2 separate regions of the Zea mays genome follow, and region 1 is linked to region 2. The links are chromatin contacts, called in public Hi-C maps. All regions are on one chromosome and are shown on one strand. Each heading gives the region's core, a stretch centred on a gene start, on an enhancer-like site or on the middle of the called end of the contact. The rest is flanking DNA. Distances are from core to core; before and after follow the strand shown. Region 1 overlaps LOC100216715 (CDP-diacylglycerol--serine O-phosphatidyltransferase 1). Region 2 holds the start of LOC100191394 (Glycosyltransferase family 61 protein).

Evidence for each region. A called contact is a pair of places that touch in the nucleus more often than the background predicts.
Region 1: a contact with region 2 is called in a Hi-C map of ear, with 2.7 times the contacts expected there. The contact joins the enhancer-like site here to the promoter of LOC100191394 in region 2. A contact is called at or near these places in 3 of 25 Hi-C or Micro-C datasets (ear and leaf).

Annotation. Positions count from the first base shown.
Region 1 is chr3:26,503,331-26,509,381 of Zm-B73-REFERENCE-NAM-5.0, reverse strand. LOC100216715 (CDP-diacylglycerol--serine O-phosphatidyltransferase 1) reads left to right here. Exons shown (of 13, transcript NM_001143120.1): 5 at 294-384; 6 at 1,303-1,357; 7 at 1,443-1,522; 8 at 1,650-1,766; 9 at 1,852-1,936; 10 at 2,547-2,638; 11 at 3,221-3,474; 12 at 3,847-3,935; 13 at 4,024-4,285. The coding sequence ends at 4,142. Among protein-coding and RNA genes, the nearest start is that of LOC100216715, 6.0 kb to the left of the region's middle. Within about 2 kb of position 4,676, at least 18 of the 20 cell types and tissues checked have an H3K27ac peak or open chromatin away from gene starts, as enhancers often do. A contact at or near this core is called in ear and leaf, where this site is marked.
Region 2 is chr3:26,144,036-26,149,602 of Zm-B73-REFERENCE-NAM-5.0, reverse strand. LOC100191394 (Glycosyltransferase family 61 protein) reads right to left here and starts at 4,276. Exons shown (of 4, transcript NM_001136828.1): 1 at 4,115-4,276; 2 at 3,876-3,938; 3 at 3,557-3,691; 4 at 1,837-3,272. The coding sequence starts at 4,256. The coding sequence ends at 2,092.

The sequences.
Region 1 (6,051 bases), core at 3,427-5,926, 360 kb before region 2:
TAACATCTTGTTAGATGACTCAGCAAAAACCTTTCGTCCTTTCCACATAGAGTACTTCATTTGCTTTATTGCAGTACAGTAAGTGTAATCATATTTTTTTGATAATAAATTTGTTATTTTCTTGCTTCATACTTCTGCTCCCAGATGACATGCCCTTCTCTTTGAAATAAATGATGGGTTTACTTCATTTCATCTGAAGAAAAGAGTTACTTCCTTGAAGTCTATAGAGTTAGTTATTAAGGTATATTGAGTATTGCAAACTGTTACTGACATATACTTCTGCTGTGATTTAGTGTACTCATTAGACCACATCCTGCCATTTGGAGGCTAGTTCATGGGATGGCAGTTGTTTACCTTGTCGCCCTCACTTTCTTGCTTTTCCAGGTGAATGCAGTTTTTCATTATTTTAAAGATTATTTCACTGCATGAACTGTCAATAGTTTTGCGTTCTATTCTATTTTATTTATATTAAGCAAATCTTTATCATTACTAACTGTTTCGTGCATTGGTAATGAACCACATTGATGTCCCTGTCCTTGTTTTCCTACCTAGCATAGATCCTTAATTTTACTAATACTTGAGCTCACCCTTCGCTTGAATTAAGGATAAATCACTGGCCATTTTCTTAATAAAAACAGAGAATTTAACAATCAAAATGGAAGAGTACCAATAACAAGTGTAATGAACAATTTGGCATGAACTGGAGAGATTAAGCTTAGTTTGAAACTAAGTGTACGTGGGTGGCTAAAGAGAATTACAATGTATGGTGGTAGGTTGTAGCTTATTTTTATAGTAGAAACATTTCGAGGTGGCATATTATATTCCTGTGTTTCAGATGGTAAAGGCTGTTCTTATAGGTAGTCCAAATGCTAAGCGTTTTGTCAATTCCTGTATGATTTTTACAAAATGAATAAATAAAATCAGTTGACTGTGTTGAGGTTCATTTCTGTCTGATGAGTTTATTCTGCATCACTATGTTTGTGCAGTTAAGCAATTTTGTAAATACTTTAATACGATTGTCCATCTCTTTCTTTAGGGGTGCTTTCACCCCCTCCTGCCGAAGATTGAAACCAGATCAGGAGCTATGCACTGCTGTATTTCCACCATGTGAAGCCAATCTCAGTCCCAAATTTTCCCTCATCTCTACTCTGATGTTATGTTGTATTATTACTCAATGGCTCATCCTCATAAGATAAAACAGTATTTCAGCAAGTCAGACTTCAATGGCAAAGATTTTAAAGAGAAGAGCGGCAAAATGTAGTCATTATGTCATTTCATATTTTCATGAACTTTGTTTTGCAGACTCGTGATGATGCTAGGCAATTCATGAAGTATCTTCATCCTGATCTTGGTGTCGGTAATGCATTTAACTTTTGGATCAGACTTACTGTTGTAGATTTAATGCTTGATAAATGCTAATTTGATATTTGTACTTTGAGCAGAATTACCTGAAAGATCATATGGAACTGATTGCCGCATATATGTACCTGACCATCCGAAAAGCAGGTTTAACAATGTTTATGTATGATGACTTCATTCACCGACCTACTTTCCTTTTTGTTCAATTTCGTTTCTCATATACTTTTGACTAAGCACTCTTGACTATTCATTATGCTTCAAGTTACTGATTTGAATATAGTTTTTTCTAGGAGATAATTTTTGATGAGTTTGTTATCGCTCATATCCTCGGATGGTGGGGTAAGGCTATAATGATACGAAACCAACCACTTTTGTGGGTGTTATCAATTGGGTTTGAATTAATGGAGGTATACTCTTTATGTTGTGGTCAAATAACTCTTGACTTGTGCTTTCCAAACCCAGGTTCCTAATGTAGTGTTACATGTATTGCAGCTCACTTTTCGCCATATGTTGCCAAATTTCAACGAGTGCTGGTGGGACAGCATTGTCCTAGACATATTGATCTGCAATTGGTTTGGTGAGATTTTTATGTGGTTTTAGTAATTTTCTATATGTGCTTGTTTGGGTAGCCCCTGAATACCTTCATTTAGCACATCAGAATACCTTAGTGCTTTTCTTGTACATGTCCTTCGTACATTAAACATTGTAATATGATTACTCAGGTAAGAAATACTCCCTCTGTCCCAAATGAAATTCGTTTTAGGTAATTACTGGATTCATACAATACTTGATGTATGTGTTTTGTATGTGTCTAGATTCATTATCATCCATTTAAATATAGACATAAAAATCAAGAGCTAAAACGAATACTATTTTGGAATGGGGGGAGTATAAGTTTAGAAAAAATCTTAGGTTTTGATGAATGAACAAAGCTATGGAATTTTGCAGGAATTGTACTTTATGAACTTGGTCAGCTGCTGAATAGAGAATGTTTTCATGCATATATCTCTGTAAACTCAGTTGCTGCCCTTGTTTATCGTTCCTCTCCAATTTATTGGCTGTTCTTCTCTGTGTAATTTTATTTGCATTTCCTAAGTCTTATACTGATTGTGGCATAATTTAGCCATTCATATTTATCTGCAAGGTTTCAGCACTTATTGACTGAGGCCATTTGGTCTATGGTTCAGGTATTTGGACTGGAATGAGAACTGTGCGGTACTTCGATGGGAGGACATACGAATGGGTTGGTTTGAGCCGCCAACCCAACATTATCAGTAAGGTGCGTTCATTGGATGTGTAGTCAAATGAGCTGTACTGCAGAGCATGCAGTTGAGCTGGATCTATTTCCCAGTTTTGGTGGATGTTCCTCTTTGAGGGAACATATTGGCTCCCAAACTGTACATGATGTTTGTCCTACTTTAGTCCTATGATAAGGTGATGAGTCCGGGGCATGTGGGATGTGCTGAGAAACCAAGACAAGATGCTCTCTGTTCTCTTAAAATGTCCCTTAGCTAGCCTATACTTGTGTTGTTTGAGTGCATCTCAAGTTTTTCAATGCAACACCTTGCACTTTCGTATATATTTGATAGGTTAACTATAACCTATAACACACAGGCCTTAACATAAAAAATGCAGATTTTCTTCTCTTTTTCCTTTAATGGCTGTAATAGAAATAATAGCCTCCATAAGTTATTCTCTTTTTTTCCCACCAGTAATTTTCTTTGAAGACATGCGTGGCCAAACTGGCTATTCCTATATGTGCTTCAGAAACTAATCTTCAGCCCTCGAATCTTTGATTTAACATTTATAGCTGACCTTTTCTCAGAGTTTGTTTATTTATTTAGCATTTTCTTCTCCTTAGGTAAAAAGGATGCTGGGACAGTTCACACCAGCGCAGTGGGACAAGGATGAGTGGCACCCTACGCGGGGTCCTTGGAGATTCATCCAGGTGCTGAGCCTCTGCGTTGTTTTCATGGCTGTCGAGCTGAACACATTCTTCCTCAAGTTCTGCCTGTGGATCCCTCCGCGGAACCCCTTGATTGTCTATCGGCTGGTCCTTTGGTGGTTAATCGCGATACCAACCATCCGCGAGTACAATACCTACTTGCAAGACAGGTATAATTTCGAAGTCACTTGGTTCAGAATTTACAAAGCTGCTTTGCAGTAATCAGTATGCAGTCGGGATGGCCCATTTTACCTCAAACAATCATTGTTCTGATAGGAGCAATTTTGGATGCTCGGTCTGCTGAGCCCTGACTTTTCCACTATTTGTCGTGCTCACATGCTATCGCTGACAGTGTACATGTGATTGTATACAAATGGTTCCTGTCAACTAGACATGGCTGGCTAGCATGTGAACTGTGCATGTCATGAAATTTTGGAATCAACAAGTTAGTTTATACTAGTGCAACCAAGTGTTGCCATTAGTAATTATTATGGCATTTTTTTTTCTTTCTGGAATAATAATTGTTTGACGATTGGTTTCAGCAAACCATTTAAAAAGGTGGGATCCTTCTGCTGGCTTTCCCTGGCTATATGCATTGTGGAGCTCCTAATCTGCATCAAGTTTGGACACGGTGAGTGTTGCTCCCAACTCCTCTGCGTATATGTAGCTTGCAAGTACAGTCTGAAGCGCGCTGACTGCAGGGGGGGTGTCCTGTGCAGGTCTGTTTCCAAAGTCAATGCCTTCGTGGCTGATCACATTCTGGTCAGCAGTCGCCTTGCTTCTCGTGCTCTTTGTGTGGACGTGGAAATACCGAACAATGAAAAGGAAAATGATATAATTGTGACCAAAAAAATGATTTGTTTGCCTCCATTCTTTACCCGATTTAGTGTTATCGTGTACATAAAAATTTATTCAAATTGTGTACATGTGCTAGCAGTCAAGTCTTGGTGATCTGAAGAGGATTATCCATGAGAAATTTCTATGCCTTCTTTGTCTTTGTATTTTCCGTCAGCGAAGTAGGATACTGGTTCCCCTTTGGCCCTTTAATTCGTCTGTATTGCCGCGTACTACTTCGTTGGCCGTCTCTTAAATGTGGAGAACCCTTGATGCAACAACCTATGAAATAATGGGATTCGAATCCCAAACTGTTGAATAATGTTTCTCGATGGCCCAGGAAACCATATCTGCAGGTTGCACGACACTAACACTGACGTGGGCACGGAAATTAACTGCATCGTTTCCTTTTAGTGAAGCAGCAGACTATATAGTCCTATCTGTGTGTGTTGTGTGTTGCATGGTGTGAGCCCGTTTGCTGACTCAGGTGTTTCATTCTGATGTGTGAGGATAGTTGGTAGGCATGTACGGCTGATGAATGTATTCTTGTCCATGCCTGGGCCATTAGTTTAGGTTGGTCCTCCTCCATAGTCTTCCAGGCCTTTAGCAGGCCTATGAAATGTAGATATTCTTATATGTTTGCTCCACTAGTCCAAGACGGCCTCCACACTTCCTCTTCTCTTCTGTCCTTTGGAATTCCCTGTCCTTTCGAGAGTACAGGGCGGACCTCCACTTTGGCAGGAGTGAAGTGAGTCCAATCCAATCTGCTTCATTTTTGTTATATAAAATATATCCTGCTTCATTCTTCCTCAAGTTCTGCCTGGACCAGTTTGGAAACAAGTGGGCCCAGATCCAAAGAGAAAAACCATCTCATAAATAACTAAATGTCTTATTCAAATGACACCCTCTAGAATTGTTCACCCTAAGAAAAGATAGGGACCCCCAAGTGGCCCTAACTGTTGGAGTAGTCCAATTTACCACATTCAACTATAAAATCGATCTCAAACTATTGTAATCGTCTAATTTACCTCTTTTAGTGGTTTTAGCTAACATGGAACCACATCAGTCATCTTACGTGGGTCCATATCAGAAACGAGGGAGGTAAATCGGATTTCGTTTCCTTTGAGCCAGATATTGAGGGTTTATGGTAAGCGCAGAGCTGTTGTTGGGGAGAACCCCTTACTGAAGGTCCATATTATTAGAGCCTTGTCCAGTTTAAAGTTTCAGGGTAACAAACGAAATCAAATCTGAAACACAGAGGAACTTCGGACCAAGGATGGAGTTGAAGCTTTGGATAGATAAAAGAAGTTGAAGCCTTAACGCCTTCAAAGTATCGAAGCCCTAATGTCTTCGAAGCTTCTGACCAACGAAAAAAGTTGAAGCCTTCTAGGGACAAGAGAAGTCATATACAATACATCAATGACGTAAAATGATGAAACTATACTCCTATTGTTGTGTATGACGATTATGTAATATGGAGGGAAAATTTGTAATTTTATACAAGTATGTATAGTTGTTTGACTCTATAAATAGATGAACAATATCACTGCTACATGGATCGACATTTTGCGTCCCTGCTCTATATCTGCCCCTGTCAAGAGAACCTTCCAAGGTATATGATTATGAAGGTCTTTGCATAATTAACTTCCATTGAACACCTAGTTCCCTCCTTTCTGACTTGTTTATTGGTAATGTGTGTTGTAAGATTAATCATTTAAGGGAACATGAATCTCACCTTGTCATGTCATTGCAACTTCTAAGGTTCATACTACGTAATTTTCACGAGTTTCAGTATAAGAACGTATTTATTAGGCCCTTCTTCTCCCCTTCGCCCCCTTCAGATAAATGCTCGTTGTCGCCAATCTGGTGCTCCTTTAAAGATTTGCATGTCATCATAGACATGTTTCCTAAGC
Region 2 (5,567 bases), core at 3,027-5,526:
TTAGTGTTTAGACTATAGCTAGCTCCCATCAACCTAACAAAATATAATCCGGGGAGAGCTGCCACATTCAGCTGCTAATTAAGCTTCTAAAGCTAACAATAGCGGCAGTTTTTTTTTCCTTTTTTATGTTTAGAAAAGCTGCATTTTCATCAAAGTGAGAAAAAGCAAACCAATTGTGCAACAGACAGACCCCCCCCCCCCCCCCCAAAAAAAAAATCCACTCACCCACACACAACTGAACAACACACCACAATACACAGCAACAGCACTCTGACTCAGCACCTGGAAATCTGGCAGATTCAAACTACAATTTTCACTGCTCCTTAGTAAAAACAAATCAACCAAATTTGACTAAACACTATATCTTTCAATTCTCTTTGCTCCTTGTCATTTCATTCTTGAAGCAGCAGCCTTCCAAAGCTTCAGGGACATCAATGAACTGATACAAGATACTATCGAGTTGAAGAGGAGGCAGATGACAGTAGAAAATGGGCTAAAAGGGATGCATGGCAGGTACTCAGAGCTCAGCGTGCATTTCGCTGATGAATCTTAAGAACCGAACGCCATGGAAATCATAGGAATCAATGAGAGAACTAAAGGATAAAAAAATGTGAGCCAGATACGGGCCTTATAAACAATCTTTTGCGAGGGCAACCGAATACATTTTGCAATGTAAACATCGGTGGAATCTCAGCATATGTACGAATTGTAGATTTGTAAGTGATATACTCCCTCCCGTCCTAAATTATAAGCCGTTCTAACTTTCTTGGAGAATCAAAGCGTCTCAAATTTAACCAAATGTATACAATAAAATAATAATATTTACTATATGCTAAATAAGTATTGTTAAATTCTTCATTAATTATATCTTTTTTTATAGTAGTATATCTATTTTGATGTCATAGATCTTTATAATTATTCTAATAGGTTTGATAAAGTTTAAGATATTTTGACTTTCCAAAAAAAAAGCTGGAATGCTTGTAATTTGAAATGGAGGGAGTACATAAATGTTACAGCTTGTTAAGGGATCTTATAGGGTAAGTTTGGAAACTTATTAAATCTACTCTGGGATTCCCAGGATTGAGGGGGAAATGTGCTAGGGATTTAAGTTTCTACATTAGCCACTAATGTTTATTTTCATAGTTGGCATGAAACCCTGAAGTGAAAACTGAAGATCCGTATCGTATGTCGTACTGGTATGCTTTTGACAAGGGAATGTAGAATGTTTCCTGTCGCCACAGCAGCAGCGGAGGGTACCATCAATTTCTTTCCCAAGAGGCCAAAACTGATTGTATAATCAGCCAACCAATGGTGACGGACCACCACCTGGTTAGGCTCTGATTGTCTCAGCATTCAGTGCTCCTGTACTTCAAAGCTGCTTCGAAAGCTCCAAGTTCCTGCCTGTCACTCGGATGCTCGATCTTCAGCCAAACTTTTACTTATCAGAGACATCCTGTCAATTCTGATGGCGAATTTGACCTGTCTGTCACTCGAGTTATATAGTTTGCTATGAAAGCTCGCAACCAAACTATTCACCGCCGGCTAGGGCATGGTCTGGCGAACGGTTAGCGAGCAGCATTGCTAAAAAGACGGTTGTTTTAGGGAAAAGCTTGTTGGTTTTGATCTCAATTCGTATGGATGGGATGTGATTGAGTGGATTTAAATCTCAAACAAATCAAAATCTTTTATAATTTTTTTCAATATGATCCAATCTAAATAAGATATGAATAGCCGAATAAGGCCTAACAGATTCATCTCTTTTCGAGACGGAGCGAGTAGGCAAGTACAAGGTGGTTTACCAATCCGTGCCATAACAACTGACGGCAAAACGGAAACGAACAAACAAAATGACTTCATTTCGCAGCTAATCTAGCGACTGAATGAAACAGTACATACATGTATATGGTTCAGACAAAGACGATAAAGAATACGTATACGCCGCTCGATTCTGTACCAAACAATCGATGACTTACAGTTTGGAGCTAACCTATCCGCCAAACGCAAGTTTGCATGTGCGTCCCTTATGTGAGTGAGATGTGTTATGATGTACGTATCCTCCCTCCATGTGCAGCTCGTTCGACCAATGAAGGCTCACTGGTGGCGGTGCCGCAGGTGGTCCATCGCCTGCGCGAGCGTGGGCGCGAAGCGGTCCACGTCGATGCGCACGTCCTGCTTGCCGAGGTAGTACTCGGCGACCTTGTCCCAGCCGCTGCGGTGCACGGAGTCCGGGTCCCTGATCACCGGGTGCTCCGGCCCCAGCATCTCCAGCAGGGTGCTCTCCTCCGCGGACACGCTGTACTCCAGGTAGCGCAGGCCCATGTCCTCCGCGGGGTCCCCGAAGTCCCGGCGCGCCATGCGCTCCAGCCGCCCGTACGGCACCACCTGGATCAGCACCGCGCCGGGGGGCAGGAACACGGCGTTCGTCAGCCCGGCGCCGTGCACGCCCAGCAGCGCGTCGCACGAGTTCACCGCCCGCGCCGTCTCCTCCACGGGCGCGTCGCCGCGCGGGCTCGCCACCGCCACCTCGAACCCCGCCGCCTCCGCTGCGCGCGTGATCTCCGGCACGTTCACGAACCGGCGGTAGTGCGCGCGGTGGATCAGCATTAGCCGCGGCTTTCTCCCCTCCGTCGTCGGGACCGCCGCCGGCGCGCCGCGCTGGAGCGCGTACGTCTCGCGCAGGAACGCCGTGAAGTCGGCCGTGGTCAGCCGGTCCGGCGCCGTGAGCTCCGGCGCGACGCCGAGCTCCTTGTGCAGGCGCAGGCCCACGGTGAGGCGGCGGAAGCAGCGCACCCGCGCGTCCCGGTCCAGGTCCACGGCGTCGTACCTGGACAGCCGCCGCACCACGGCCTCGTACTTGCCCAGCCACCACGGCTGCATGTTGCTGACCAGGAACAGGACCTCCCCGCCGTACCGCCGCGACGCGGCGTACAGCGGCATCAGCACGTCGCTGAAGTCGTGCCAGTAGTTGCCCGTGAGCCCGCCGAGCGCGAACAGCACGCCCGGCACGCTGTGCGCCACCGCGCACGGCGCCGCCGGGTCATCCGGGGACCCCAGCCGCGTCACGGTGACCCTGTCGACGCCCACCATGGTCCGGCGCGAGTACGGCCGGACCTTCCACTCCCGCCGCTCCGACGGGCTCGCCGGGACGAACGTCACAGATAGGGCGCTGCCGTTGGTGCGGACGTCGCCGTCCAGGTCGCACGTCTCGGACACGGGGCCGTCCGTGTTGCACACGGCCTTGCTCGTCGTCGTCGTCGTCGTCTCTGCCTCTGCTGCACGCGCGCGACAAACCAAATGAGAACGAACACTTGGCGCAGGGCCCGCGTGACAGACGTAGACAGTGCTGAAAACTTCCCCGGAATTCGGCATCTTTTTTTTTCGGTGGCCAGAATTCAGAATCTTTGCGATATGTTGGGAGGGACAGAAATGGCCGAGACGATGAAAGCAGCTCGCGGTACGATGATAACGGTGACGCGGCAGGAGACGCCAGAAGAAGATGGGATGGGATGGGATGGGTATTTGCTTGTTGTTTCTGGAAGCAGATATTTGCACGTACCAGACGGTTTGCCGTCGGCCTCATCTCTTTTCGGATACGACTCCTCCTCCTCCGTTGGGACGGCACCGGACGTCTCCTCCTCCTCCGCCGCCGCCTGTTTTGGCTGCCATTCCTGCCGCCTTTTGCTCGCGCCCTCTGCGTTCGGCAAACAGACAATTCCGTGTCATTCACCCACCCAGACAGACCCAGGTTCCGATTATTCGAATTTGGTATAGGAAAGACAGTGATGCTGAATTTCAAGACTCCGATTTCGAAAACAGCAGGTAGAGCCGACCGATCGATCGATCAAGAACCCCAGCACGGCGGCAGAAACGCTCACCTGCGTTGTCTCCGGCGTCTCTGACGACCACCTGCTTACCCGCCACCACCCTCGACGCTGCACCTGCACGCACAGACCGAACAAGCACGAGAGGCAATAAGACACGGTCACCATTCGGTTCGCCGAAAATTAACGGAGAGAGGAAGAGAGACGCGTGCGGCCGGGGAACGGATATGAAACAGTGATCGGCGCGCAGTGCAGGACCAGAACGGAAGATAACAAAGTCAGAATTCCCGTACCGCCGGGCGCGGCGACGGCGAGCTGCCGCGAGACGACGAGGTAGGTGAGCAGCACGAGGAGGAAGCCGACGGCGAAGGTGACGTTGAGGTGGCGCTGCGCCCAGGTCCTGAGGCCCCTCCCGGGCTTCATCTCGCCGCCCATCGCCCCCTAGCTCTTCTTCCTCTCCTCCCGCTCGCTCGCTCGCTCGCTCGCTGTCTCCAACTGTCCAGTGTCCTTCTGGAACTAACGAACCTCTCTCTGGCTGACGATCGATGTGGGTGGGAATGGTCCCAGGGCAGGGCGGCTTGTCTTGCACGAGCTTTTCCCCTTTTGCTTCCTCCCTCCCTCCCTCGATTCCTTGCTTGCATGGGAGAGAAGGAAGGGTAAAGGGAGGTGTGCTGGGGTTGGCCTCCTCCAAGTTGTCTGCTTTTGTAGTTGTAGCTAGCTCTACCCTAGGCTGTGTGTGGCATCAATCGCCTTGCCCCCCCCCCCCCCCCCCCCCCCTTTTTCGTAGGATAATTATCTAGCGCATTGCGCATGCAGGGGTCGTCTCCTTTCTGCACTAATCTACGCCGCCCCTGACCAGCCTCCACTCTGAGAAAAAAACTAAGCGGCCGGGCTTTGCTCGTGCCATGTGCAGATGTGGGGGGACTAGGAATATGATGATCCGATGGGATAATGCCGTAATGGAGTGCTAGTGTGCCGCGTTGTTAGGGTTTTGATAATCAGGTCTTGGGGTGACAGCTTACACCCAACTTTTCTTGCTCATCTTCTTCTCCCTTCCCTCATAAAAGGCCACTACTGGAATACCGGTGCCAGTCGAAATTGTCCACACGGACGCGCACACGCAGGTTGCTGTTACTGTTAGGCCCGCCCGCGTAGCACCGGCTTGGAATTTGGGTCCAAGCCAGCATGCCGCCATTTCCATTTTTTGGGGGTATTTTTAGTCGTGGCCACTGGCCAAGAAGAGCATGCTTTCCCATTCTGCTATTACTGATCCAAGGGATTTTAAAGCTTTCCCATTCTGCTATTACTGATCCAAGGGATTTTAAAGCCTACTATAATCACGTGAGTACGTGACACATCATAAAAATAAACATATTTTAGAGTTTTCTCTTATATATATCTTGTATTCTCTACTTATATTAAAGTATCAGTTTCTATGGTTTCACGGTTTCTACCGTTGTCGTGCTCCTCCATATTTAAATAGTAAAAGTGCTAAAACTATACACAAATGGGATTCACAAACCGTGGTTGTTTCCTCTAAACCTATATTCACACCCATCTAGCCAACAAATCACATATGCCTTTATCTCTACTACACCTTAAAGGTATAGCGAGGGCGTCCACGGCTTCACCGTGCCTCCACCACGGTGCTCCGGGCCGCAGCCCGTCACCTTCCTCCCCCGCACCCGCCATAGATTTCGCCATGCCAGAGCGCAACGGCCGCTGATGGATCCCGCGATTCCCGCC